Regions from separate parts of the Mus musculus genome. Here region 1 is linked to region 2. A link is a contact called in public HiChIP or PLAC-seq data. All regions are on one chromosome and are shown on one strand. Each heading gives the region's core, a stretch centred on a gene start, on an enhancer-like site or on the middle of the called end of the contact. The rest is flanking DNA. Distances are from core to core; before and after follow the strand shown. Region 1 holds the start of Colca2 (COLCA2 homolog). Region 2 has its middle 3.2 kb from the start of Gm32681.

The links. HiChIP or PLAC-seq counts read pairs in DNA pulled down with a chosen protein or histone mark.
Region 1: a contact with region 2 is called in an HNF4G HiChIP or PLAC-seq map of pancreatic cancer cells. The contact joins the promoter of Colca2 here to the enhancer-like site in region 2. A contact is called at or near these places in 3 of 39 promoter capture datasets (hippocampal neurons, liver and neural stem cells), 2 of 115 datasets of contacts at active chromatin or transcription factors (embryonic limb bud and pancreatic cancer cells) and 1 of 9 other capture datasets (adipose tissue).

Annotation. Positions count from the first base shown.
Region 1 is chr9:51,275,566-51,281,951 of GRCm38.p6, forward strand. Colca2 (COLCA2 homolog) reads right to left here and starts at 2,989. Exons shown (of 5, transcript NM_001195681.1): 1 at 2,775-2,989; 2 at 2,031-2,125. The coding sequence starts at 2,090. It overlaps Gm32819 (a long non-coding RNA gene), which reads left to right. Exons shown (of 9, transcript XR_003948163.1): 2 at 398-1,674; 3 at 1,786-1,827; 4 at 1,973-6,386.
Region 2 is chr9:51,040,326-51,046,201 of GRCm38.p6, forward strand. No RefSeq gene overlaps it. Among named protein-coding and RNA genes, the nearest start is that of Gm32681, 3.2 kb to the right of the region's middle. Within about 2 kb of position 2,031, at least 19 of the 459 cell types and tissues checked have an H3K27ac peak or open chromatin away from gene starts, as enhancers often do. A contact at or near this core is called in pancreatic cancer cells, where this site is marked.

The sequences.
Region 1 (6,386 bases), core at 1,739-4,238, 240 kb after region 2:
ATTTACTCTTGCTTTGCAGTGTTTGGCACAATTAATTCTCTCTTGGATTACTGTTTCCCAGAGATGTCTTTAATGTTGGACCAAGTTGGATATAGTCTCTGTTAAACTAGAAAGGTCTGCCTGGAGCAGGCATACATTATTCTCCCTGGGGTGCTATCTATCACCCTTGCTGACTGGGTACACTGTGTAGCAGTCCCAGAATTCCAAAATCCTTCTGTTTGCTCTCAGAAAGAGATTTTACATCTGGGTCTCCTACTGAAATTCTATGTACATGACTCCTGTGAGCTGGAAGGGGCGGGGATGAGAACTTTCTAGGAAGCACAGTAGGGCATATCCCAGAAAGCAGCGTTATGTTCTTAATAGACATTGGTTCTGAAGGCTTGCTTCATTCTCACAGGGAACTCAGAAAATGGCAAATGAGACTTCTCTCAAGATCAGAGCCTGGTCAAGTACTGAGATGCAATCCTTCCTCTTGCCCTGTACTCTGCTATGAGCCAAGGGTGGTCACACCAATTCTAAGAACCCAACAGCCACAGGATTGCTTTGCCTAAGTGGGATGCTCTGGGTATGGCTGAAGCCGAGTTCTGCAAGTACCAAGCTCCTGGTCCTCGTTTTATTAATGGTATAGTTATGAACTACTGAGGTTATTAAACTCCTGTTAGTATGATCGGCTCTGTAGAAAGATGAGTTTAGAGAGCCAATACTGAAAAATAAGATGATCTTGTTTCTACCTTTAGCCTGTTTCTAACTTCAAGACTTTGGATCTTAGCTGTCATGAGGCATACAGATTTCTGATCTCTTCATGTCATCTGATCATTACAATCAAATGAAATAATGAATATACAAAGGTACTTTGAACAAAGAATCACTGAAAATCCACCTTAGTATTATAAGAACATTCTACTGTTGCCTGATATTCTGCAAATGGGGACAACTAATTTATCTAGCTGTGTGTATCAAATCATAGCAAATGTGCTTCAACTCTAAGTTCTGAGAGAAAGGTGTAATACACATTAGTGCAAACGGCCCATCCACCCTTGGTTGGAATTTACTTTAGTGATCTGTTGAGCACTCTCTGTGGAGAATGCCCCTAAACACTTATTTAGCCTTTATACAACTCTTCTTAGCTTTCAACAGAACAATTAGGGGAACAGACAAAGAAGCCTCTAGTAAGTCAATGTATCGGAGGACACGTGCCACAGAGTCACTGAGAACTAAGCCCAAGTCCTCTGGCTCAGAAACCTATCTCACCATCACTCCATAATTTCTCCCTCCTGTTGCTTGAGGTGCCAAAGTTCCATTCATGAAGTCCAACATGGAACTTGCACAGGATCACATGCTGACCAGACCAGTGAAGTCATAGATGACTGGAATCCTGTCTGATCCTCCCTCCACACCTACACCTACCCACAAGCACTAACAGTGTCACGTGTAGAAGGCTCTTCAAATTGAACTCTCTCTCGGTGGACAAGCACGCCTAGTTTACATGGTTCTGCAGCTGCCCCAAGCACTTGGGTTATAAATGTGAGGTGTCAGAGTGTCTTATGACTACCCAGATCAGTTCTGTCATAGTTCTGTGTATTCCAGAGAGAGAGGCCTTTTCTTCCAGAGACTTCCAGTGACTGCTGGTTTTTCATATACATGACCTCAGAGCCTAAATTACAGAGAAACTAGGTGGGTTTCTGGGAGATAATTTTTTTTCAATGAGTTTGTTGGGGCTGTATCTATACTCTCTTAACACTATAAAAACATATTTAACCTGTTGGCTGCCTCTCTTCCTTGCAGAGGACCAAGAAGCCTTCCCCACTCAGCTATGAGCAGTGAGAGGTGAGCCTCCCACAGTCCTGAGCCCTACACCATGTCCCACAGGTTTTGGTGGCTGCCTATGGTGACCTGGGAAGTTGGGGACAGATGTAAGAATCCCTGAACAGGGCTGTGCTTATGGGTGGCCTCTGCATCTTCCCTGACACAGGGCTGAACGAAGCCTTCGATGGACTGGGAGGGACAGAGACGGAGAGGGTGGTGCTTACGTTTGCCCCTGAGGTGGCCTGGTGTGCCCTTCTTTGCTGCAGAAGCTCTTTCACGGTCATCTTCACACGGACGCCTTGATACACCTTAGGTTTTTCTGGGGAGAGGCAACAGGGTTAGTGGTCAGTTTCAAAGCTTGGGTGTCAAGGGGATACAGTGAGGGTTCCCTTGGTAAGGCTAGGATACCCAAGGCCAAGTTTCTACCTTTGCAGAACACACGAAGAGAATGAAAAAAGAAAAAGAAAAGAAAAAAAAAGAAGAAGAAGAAAAAGAAAGAAAAGATAACGTTAAAAAATACCCACATTTCTCAAACTAGAAAAGGTTAAGCACAGGCAGGTGCTTCAGGGTCCTAGTGGGAACAGTATCTGTGGGCATCTATGAAATTATTCATCCCTAGCTGGGCCCCATCCTCAGGACAGTACCAGCTGTTCTGCTCTGGAATGTGGAGGGAGGTCAAACAAGCCTGCTATTTTGGCTACGATATTAAATCTGGGGTTCCGGCTCAGCTTGTGGATCTGGGGTGCTCTCTGTTTCCAACTGATCTCGCGGACCTCACCATAATGTGAACAACAGCCCCTCTCCCCATGCCCCCCGCCCCACTGTATTCCTCTATCAATCCAGGCATGGCTTCTGGGGAAGTACAACCTTTATTTGTGGTGCCCTTGGTCTGGAAGCAAGCCCTGAAACAAGCGACAAGCTACAGGGGTCGGGGCAGTCAGTCTGTCCTGGCCCTGTTAAGGACTTACTGCACTGACCCCAGAAAAGGAGCCAAGATCGGGAAATAGTCTCCTGTCGGTCCTTTCTCTTTTTCAAAAATGTCTTTTCTTCCTCACCCCCTTCCTCCCTCTAGTCTCCGACTCTGTCGCTCTCTTCATCTCTTCCCACCCCCTCCCTTTCCGGTGCAGGCTTTTGGAGAACTGAGCTGTGGAGAGTTCTCCAGCAAGAGCTGCAGCTCTGGAGTAATGGCATCCCGAGGCTCCCTAGGACCGCGCAGTCGCCTAGAGGCAGCCCTCCGGAAGGGGCCGCCCCTGAGCCGGCAGAGCTGGGCCGGGAGACCTGGGAGAGCCCAAGTAGCCGGCTGTGCTAGGCGGGGGTCGGCTGGGAGGGACCGGTGACCGCCTGGGGTCCCGGCAGAGCGCAGTGAGTAGGTCTGACTGGTTGTTAGGCCAGGCTAGACCCGGCAGAGGCACTTTCCGAATAGAGTTTGACTTAGAAGCCCAGTGTGACTCCCACCCGACCTTGACCCTGGAGAGAGCGCTTATTAGAATCACGGGGAGGGGCGGAGCACAGTGGCCCCTGGCCTAGGCGTTTGGAGACAGTGCCAGGCCACCAGCGCCTCGCCTGGTTAGTGTAGGGACCGCGGCTGGACAGCAGGGAGACCCCCACCCACGAGCCAGATCCTGAAAGTTAGGATCCCTAAGGAAAGTTAGTGCGCTGTTCTTCCCGGTCCTGGGCATCGGTTTGTCTTGCTGCAGTGCCAGGACGCGCCCACTCCGCTCCAGTCTCCTTTCCTCCCATCCCCACTGTCTGGGTCGGCTCTGGGATCTGCAGGCAGCGCGGGCGCGCCTCGGGGTCCACGCGGGACCAGCCCCAGCCCAGTTCCCTGCCGGGTGCGTCCTGCTCCAGTCCAGGGCTCACCGTGAGCCTCTAGCTCCCCCGCGCCGCCGCTTCTGGGCTCACAAGGTCGGCGCCTCCAAATTCCCAGGACTCCAAGGTGGAAAAGTGAAAGGGCAGGCAGGGGCGTGGGGGACTCGATTGTCCGGAGTGGCCTTATGGGTCTCTGGGCCTCTGCTCTGGGGGGCAGTCACCCAGAGGGACCCGACACAGCGGGATCGCGTCCTCTCTGGATCCATGCCCGGCCCTGACTATTATTCCCTGACTTTGTGCCTCTCTGTTATACGCAGGAAAAGCAGAGGAAATACACTCGGATCCAAGTGCCCCTGGCCCTCATGACCCGACCCCTGGAAAAGCATCTGAGTTACCCGACATCCTGGTCAGCAGGAGCTGGGCTGGAGACTGGATGCTGCAGCTTCAGAGACTCAGCACCTAGGAAGGCTCCTGTGCAGGGAGAAAGGCAGAGATGCGACATTTTTAAAGTTTCACAAAACACGAGGCAGCACCCAGGTCCCTGGATCAGGAGACACACAGAATTAATGTTTTATACCTTCGGGTATAGGTTTGAGTTTTTTCCCCCTCATGCCAAGTATTTAAAACCTCTAGAAACCCATGATTTGACAATCAATGATTGCGCGATACTTTCAATTTGAATATTCAAAGGCTTAACAAAATGGACTATCTTCTGCAGAAATCCTGCACACAGGCACCTCACAGAGAGTCCAGAGAAACAGAGAGGGAGATCCCTTTGGGTCCTGACCCTTGCTTTTCTCCTATTTTAAACATTTTGTCCACCTGCCCACAGGCAGAGCAGGTGTCCTCAAAGATGCTCTATGTTAGTGCCTCAAAGGCTGCCCTGAAGTCCCCACTGACCTAGGCTGTTCCCTGTGGACCACCTGAACCAGGTTGGACAGCCACATTGAATCTCTCTTGTCCACTCTCCATTTTAAGGGGAAATGGCAGGTTTTGGGGAATGAACATGGCAGACAGAGGGTGTGGCACAGCAAAGAGCCACTTTGGGCCCAGGCTGCAGGTCAGAGGACGGCAGAGGCCAAAACTTTGTGCTTTGTATCCCTCTGGCCCTGCCTGGCCACAAGGCTTGCCTGTCCAGTCTGCATCCTCCCTCCTGCTAGGTCACAGACACTGGGCTTCCAGCAAGCAGTCCTTAAACATCAGCGCTCTTTGCTCTTTGGAGCTGTAGACCAGCACAGCTTCCTTGACCCACCTGAGATTCCTTTAGGCCAGGTTTCCACTGCTGCATTGTGGCAATCCCTATTCCTATGTTTTGGCTTGTTTTTAATTCCTCGAACCCCAGACTTTTTACCTCATAGAACTCCTGCTTCCTTTAGAGGAAGGGCATGGTTTTTTCTTTCTTTCTTTCTTTTGAAGGCTCTGAGGAGAGAGGTAGGAGGAATTTGGAACCAACCTGTCTTCTTGGATCCCTCATGAATATGAGTAACTCCGACCCATGCTGATGTGTATTTTGGAAGCTCTGCCTGAGTTGCTCTCTGTCCTGTGATTTGAAGGATGAAGAGACTGGAGTGATATGGAATGTCAGGTCAAGATGTCACAGGGGGACAGAAGGGTCCCCTTTGCAAATAACTAGGAGGTTTCCAGGAATGCAGATAAAGTGATGGTATAGGCCTCTCTCTTTTAATCCCCGAGTTGTCTGAAGTGCAAACAAAACAAAAAATAAACCTACCAAACAAAAGCCAAAAAAAAAAAAAAAAACACCAAAACCAAACCAAAACAAAAACCCAAGCTTTAGATTAAAAAATCTTTAGAAAAAAGTCTGAAAACTTAAAAATATATCAGACATAGTATATTAGATATAGAGTATCTAACAAACAGCTCAGCTAAAGGGTCTCTGGGGGTGATACAAGCATTCAGGGTAGACCTGTCTGCTAGGCAGGTGGAGCCACATATCTGGAAAAGGGTCAGGGCTGGGGACACTTGAAGTAGCATCTGGCGGTGGAGAAGTAGGGTGAGATGTGGTTGTATTTGGTCCAGCTGGTGTTTATCAGCCACTGGACTCTATTTTTGTAAAGCCAGGCCTGAGGACCAGACCAGAGAAAGGACCAGGGGATCTGAGAGAAACCCTCTCCCTGGGACCACATCCTTCTTTCCTCTAGTCAATGTTTTCCCTTGCTGTCCTCCTTTCTGTCTTGCTTTTAAGATCTCCTTGTTGTCCTTTGGCTGTTTTGTTTATTCTGCCCCCCCTTTTCTGTCCCCTGTTTTTCTCCATGTTGACACTTATTTTCATTTCTTGTCTCTCTTTTCTCTCTGACTCTATACATGCCTCTCTTTCCCCTCGTGCTGTCTCATTCTTTTACACTAAATATATTTCTTCAGCTCCCCTTTCACACAGGATTGAGCAGAGGGGGCCTAAGGTCACAGTTTTCCCTTGACAATATCAAGAACAGTAGTGCTGGTGACTGAGTTCTCCAGAGAGAACACAGACTGGAAGACAGGCTCTTTAGAAGCCTGGTGTCTACAGGGATAAGAGCGAAGAAATCTGCATCTTTTCTCCCAGAAGTCTTTGCCTGAGCCATAGCTAACATCCTGGGGCATTTGTGTGCTGGTGCAGTTCCTGAGGTTTAGAGTCTGATGATGTTACTGACAAATAACTTCAGAAAACTATTTCCACAGGCCCACTTTGAGAATCATCCCTGTGCTATCTATATTGCAGGTCAGCTCAACATTCAGGAGTTTTGATTCTTGTTCTTGTAACTGAAAAGCCTCAG
Region 2 (5,876 bases), core at 781-3,280:
CTGTTGCAGGCCTGTAAACATTTCAGAAGAGACAAAGGAAAATAAAAGTTTTTAAAGGAAGAGTGAAAGAGCTATGCAAATTGTTTTGAAACCATTATCCTTGACTGCAAAGATCAACAACATAGAAGATACCAGTCCACTGTTGAACAGAAAGTTGTTGGGCCAATGTCTTTCTAGAAATATTTGTGTAAGACTGGTAAGAGTCCTTGCTATAGTTTTCATGATAAGCAGTTATAGATCAGAGCTCTCTTTTCAAGGCCTCCTGACTCAGTTTTACTAAAGTTTGACAGAAGTGATTCCATTTTGATTATGACAATTTTCATGTGGTTCTAGATCAGAGGGAAGATACTCAGGCATTGGTCCATGTGGGAGATGCATTGTAACCTTAGAAATGCTCACCCTGTACCTATTACGAGAGAGATTGGTCTGTAATGTAGAGCAGGCTGGGCTGGCTCATCTCATGTTCTCTTCACCCAGTTTCTCTACCACAGCCTCGCTGACACCTGATACTCTCCCTATCCAGGAGCAGAGCTGATAAAAACTCGCTATTTTTGGGAGATCATTATTAGATTTAGTAAAAAGCAGAAAAGTATGAATTTATTTGGGGCATAATCCAGAGGAAAGTTCAACTGATAGAGAGAAAAGAGCAGGTCCCGAGGTGCTAAGAGTGCACTGGCAGTTAAATGGGTTAGTGACCCCAAGCAAGCCATTTTGAGAAAGCTGCTTTCTATATGTAAAAGAGAGAAGGAAAAAGCAATCTTGTCTAAAAAGAAGACACTCTTTTGTTGAAAAACACAAAACAAGTCTTTTAAAAACATAAGCTGGCTTGATGTTTTTAGGTCAGAACAACTTTCTATAAAGTAACTCTTTCCATCAGATCTTTCTGCCTACATGGGACTTTGCAAAAAATATATGCTCCTATAGAAAGTGACTCAATCTTTACATGGGTAGTTTTGTATGATGATGATTTTATCTATATCAAAAACTTACATCAGCTAAGAGATTGACTGGTTTTAGTAGCAAACTAAGGAAAATGTACAATGGAAAGGATAATTGGGAGAGTGGAAAGTTAACCCTGTTGTATTTGCTTTTTCAGTTCTCATGAGCACATGTGTAACTAGTAAAGGGCAAAGCACTGCTCTAGGAGTTGTATGGAGGGCACTGCAGGATAATATGAGTGGACTAGGGTGGCTCTTGGCAATAGCAGTGACCTCAAAGGCAAGTTCATCTATGACTTTGAAGGGGGCACTGACCCTATGAGGAAGCATTTAAGGGCTGTAGGAGATAACAAGGTAACTTGCTGATCTGTGCTGAAGCCTGGGAAGCTTGCACAGGTAGGTGGGACTTTGGAAGACTCAGGGCTGTGTCAGGCTCCTCCTCTGTGCTACACTTGCCTCTTCGAAGGCAGCATGTCATACACGGTGACCTTTGCTCATTTACAGGTGGATTGTGAACACTTTAGGATCGGGCCATATTTACCTTTGTGTTTACAGGGTTGGAAACACAAAAGGTATTTAAGACATGCATGTCAGCCAGGCGTGGTGGTGCACGCCTTTAATCCCAGCACTCGGGAGGCAGAGGCAATCCGATTTCTGAGTTCAAGGCCAGCCTGGTCTACATTCCAGGACAGTCAGGGTTATACAGAGAAACCCTGTCTCGAAAAATCAAAAAAAAAAAAAAAAAAAAAAAAAAAGACATGCATGTCAATGAAAAAAAAAAATGGTAGGGACATTGCATAAGAAAAGCAAATGATCTCCACTTGTGCTTCCGAGAAGTTGTGTACATGTAAAAGAACAACAGCATCCCAGCTGCCCACATTAGGACACACAGCTTAACTATTCGTGGGGTGATTTGTAGAACAGGCAACAAAAGCAAAACCCCACTACTGGCAAGGCATTGACCCTTGATAAAAGTCATCTCTTCCTTGCAGTATTGTGAGAATGAAACGATGGCTGAGAAGTAACTAAGCACAGAGGCGTCTCTGGGATTCGGTACCGCCTCATTCTTCATGACTCATCTCCTGGAAGAGACCAGATGTTAGGTGAATGCCCGACAAAATGAGGAGAAACTCATAGGAATTTCTGAACTTTCTGCCTTACCCACTGTAGAACTTCCCTAAGCAAGAGAGACCTGTGGGTGATTTCCCATTTTTGTTTTTAAAACTTTCTAATGGAAACCTTTTAAAATCAGTAAATGCTTCATCACATTTTCATACATGTGTTTCTTTATGCTCTGCTCTTTTTCCTCACTACGCCCTCTCTAGCTGGCTCCTTTCTTTCCCTACAAATACTCTCCCCGTAAGCTGTCATGTCATAGATAGTCTGTTACCCTTACTTGCTCGCTACTCCCCCATAAGAGCTCTTCACCCCTCTTGGTTCATTTTCTGCTTTTATGACATACACACACTTTAAAGTATATAAAAGCCAGAAGATTAATGCAGTGAACCACCATGTATCTGTTATTTGACAAAATTATCACCAGCTTTCAAATCTTGCTTGACTCCTCTTCAAATCATAGTTATTGCTTTAAAACACGTCTTAAAAGAAATGTCAGAAATTGGGCCATTTTACCATAGCCATCTTTAAAAAGTTTAACTTTTAAAAAGTAATTAATTGTGTGTGTGTGTGTGTGTGTGTGTGTACAGGCTCACATACCATGACACACATGCAGAGGTAAAAGGAAAACAACTGTGGAGTTAGTTCTCTCCTTCCATCTTTGTGTGGCTTCCAGGGATCCAGCAACTTAGGCTGTAAGGCTTGTGCAGCAAGCACCTTCACCCACTGGGATATCTCATCAGCTCCTAGATCTTTATCTCTAACCAGTGAGACCTTTTCTTTAAACAAAACAAACAAGAAACAAAACAAAAATAAAAAAGTTACCCATCATCACTGTGATAGTAACACAAATAAAGCTTTAATAGTTTTGTCATTTTATGTTCAACTTTCCCCAGAGATATAAGTTCACTCAAATAAAAACTTAAATTAGGACAACACACTAATGATCTATTTAAGTTAAAATTCTAACCAGAGACAAATGTGTTTTTGTGTCTTGTGTTCTCTGTTTCTCTCTCTCTGTCTCTCTCTGTCTGTCTCTCTGTCTGTCTGTCTGTCTGTCTGTCTGTCTGTCTCTGTCTCTGTCTCTCTCTCTGTTCTAAGCCAAGGGTGGTGTCCATCCTGGAGGCAGTTTGTGGCATCATGGTGGGTGTGAGATCCCCCTGGGTGGTAGCATTCCCTGTGTTCTGTCTTTATCATTTACTCCACAGGCAGCTCTGAATCCACAGCTGCTGACAGCACAGCAAGGCAGCCTAACCAATAGGCTGGGCCTCTCTCTGCAGGAAGGAGAGTTTGGAGTGATTTGCAGTAGAGCCTATTTCAGCACAATCTGTTTACTTTTCTTATACATTGTCATAGGTTAAGTTGACATGGCAAGGAGCTGTGCGGTGTAGGGCAAAATGCTTATTACAGTTAAATAAAAAAACTGTGTTCTTCTGTACAATTAATCTGATGTTAGCTCATGTTTAATGAGCTCATATGTGCTGTATTAGTGGCTTAAGCTGCCAGAAACAAGTACCACAGCTGGATGGATTGAGCAAAAGAAATCTATTTTTTTTCTCACAACTTTAGAGTCCAGGATCAAGGCAACAGCAGGTTTGGTTCTTTCTGATGTTGTAAAAGACACACTTGTCATAATTCTCACTCAGTGTCTGGTGATGTGCTGGCAATCTTTGATATTCCTTGGCATGTAGAAAAATCACTTGGATCTGCCTTGGTCTTACCATCATCCTCTTCCTGTGTGCACAACTGTTTCCAAGTCCCCCCTTTTATGAGAGTGCATGCGAGTGAATGGAGTTAAGAGTGCTTAGTGACCCTCTTGTTAATACCTTCAGTGACTTTTTAAAAATTTATTTTTAATTAATTTTTTCATTCAGTAATTCTTTTTTTCTTTTTTTCTTAGATGTTTTCTTCAGTTATATTTCAAATGCTATCCCCTTTCCTAGTTTCCTCTCCAAAAATCCCCTATACCCTCCCCATCCCCCTGTTCCCCAACCCACCCATTCCTCTTTCCTGGTCCTGGCATTCACCTATACTGGGGCATAGAATCTTTGCAAGGCCAAGGGCCTCTCCTCCCATTGATGGCTCTGGGGATACTAGTTAGTTCATATTGTTGTTCCTCCTATAGGGCTGAAAGACTCCTTCAGCTCCTTGGGTAATTTCTCTAGCTCCTTCATAGGGGACCCTGTGTTCCATCCAATAGATGACTGTGAGCATCCACTTCTGTATTTGCCAGGCACTGGCATAGCCTCACAGGAGACAGCTATATCAGGGTCCTGTCAGCAAAATGTTGTTGGTATATGCAATAGTGTCTGGGTTTGGTGGTTGTTTATGGGGTGGATCCCTGGGTGGGGCAGTCTCTGGATGGTCCTTCCTTCAGTCTCAGCTCCGAACTTTCTCTCTATAACTCCTTCCTTGGGTATTTTGTTCCCCATTCTAAGAAGGAACGAAGTATCCACACTTTGGGCTTCCTTCTTCTTGAGTTTCATGTGTTTCGCAAATTGTATCTTGGGTATTCTAAGTTTCTGGGCTAATATCCTCTTATCAGTGAGTGTATATCCTGTGTGTTCTGTTGTGATTGGGTTACCTCACTCAGGATGATATTGTCCAGATCCATCCATTTGCCTAAGAATTTCATAAGATCATTGTTTTTAATAGCTGAGTAGTACTCGATTGTGTAAATTCTGTATTCATTCTTCTGTTGAGGGACATCTGGGTTCTTTTCAGCTTCTGGCTATTATAAATAAGACTGCTATGAACATAGTGGAGCATGTGTACATATTACAAGTTGGAGCATCTTCTGGGTATATGCCCAGGAGTGGTATTGCTGGATCTTCCGGTAGTACTATGTCCAAATTTTTGAGGAACCACCAAACTGATTTCCAGGGTGTTGTACCAGCTTGCAATCCCACCAGCAATAGAGGAGTATTCCTCTTTCTCTACATTCTCACCAGCATCTGCTGTCACCTGAATTTTTGATCTTAGCCATCCTGACTAGTGTGAGGTGGAATCTCAGGGTTGTTTTGATTTGCATTTCCCTGATGATTAAGGATATTGAACATTTTTTCAGGTGCTTCTCAGCCATTTGGTATTCCTCAGTTGAGAATTCTTTGTTTAGCTGTACCCCATTTTTAAAAAGGGTTATTTGGCTTTCTCGAGTCCTGCTTCTTGAGTTCTTTATTTATATTGGATATTAGTCCCCTACCAGATTTAGGATTGGTAAAGATCTTTTCCCAATCTGTGGGTTGCCTTTTGGTCTTACTGACAGTGTTCTTTGCCTTACAGAAGCTTTGCAATTTTATGAGGTTCCATTTGTCGATTCTTGATCTTACAGCACAAGCCATTGCTGTTCTGTTCAGGAATTTCCCCTCTGTGCCCATATCTTTGAGGCTTTTCTCCACTTTCTCCTCTATAAGTTTCAGTGTCTCTGTGTCTTAAGATTTCTTTCCTTCTTTCTTTCTTTCTTTCTTTCTTTCTTTCTTTCTTTCTTTCTTTCTTTCTTTCTTAATGATTTATTTATTTATTTATTTATTTATTTATTTATTTATTTATTTATTTATTTATATGTTCTTGCGCGCGCCGGACTGGCCAGCAGTAACGACACTGCAACAGGATCCTTCTGCACACGTTTATTGGGAGAGCTTGATTGTAGAGGCAAAGAGACTTCGAGTCCAGAACTGGTGCTGCTTTTATAGGCCTAGGAGAGGCGTGTCTCATACCCGGATTGGTTATGCACTAAGCCTCATTTGCATGTTCCTCATCTGATTGGCTACTCTCTCTCAGTACCTCACAGAGCCTCATTATCATACCTCATTTGCATGTCTC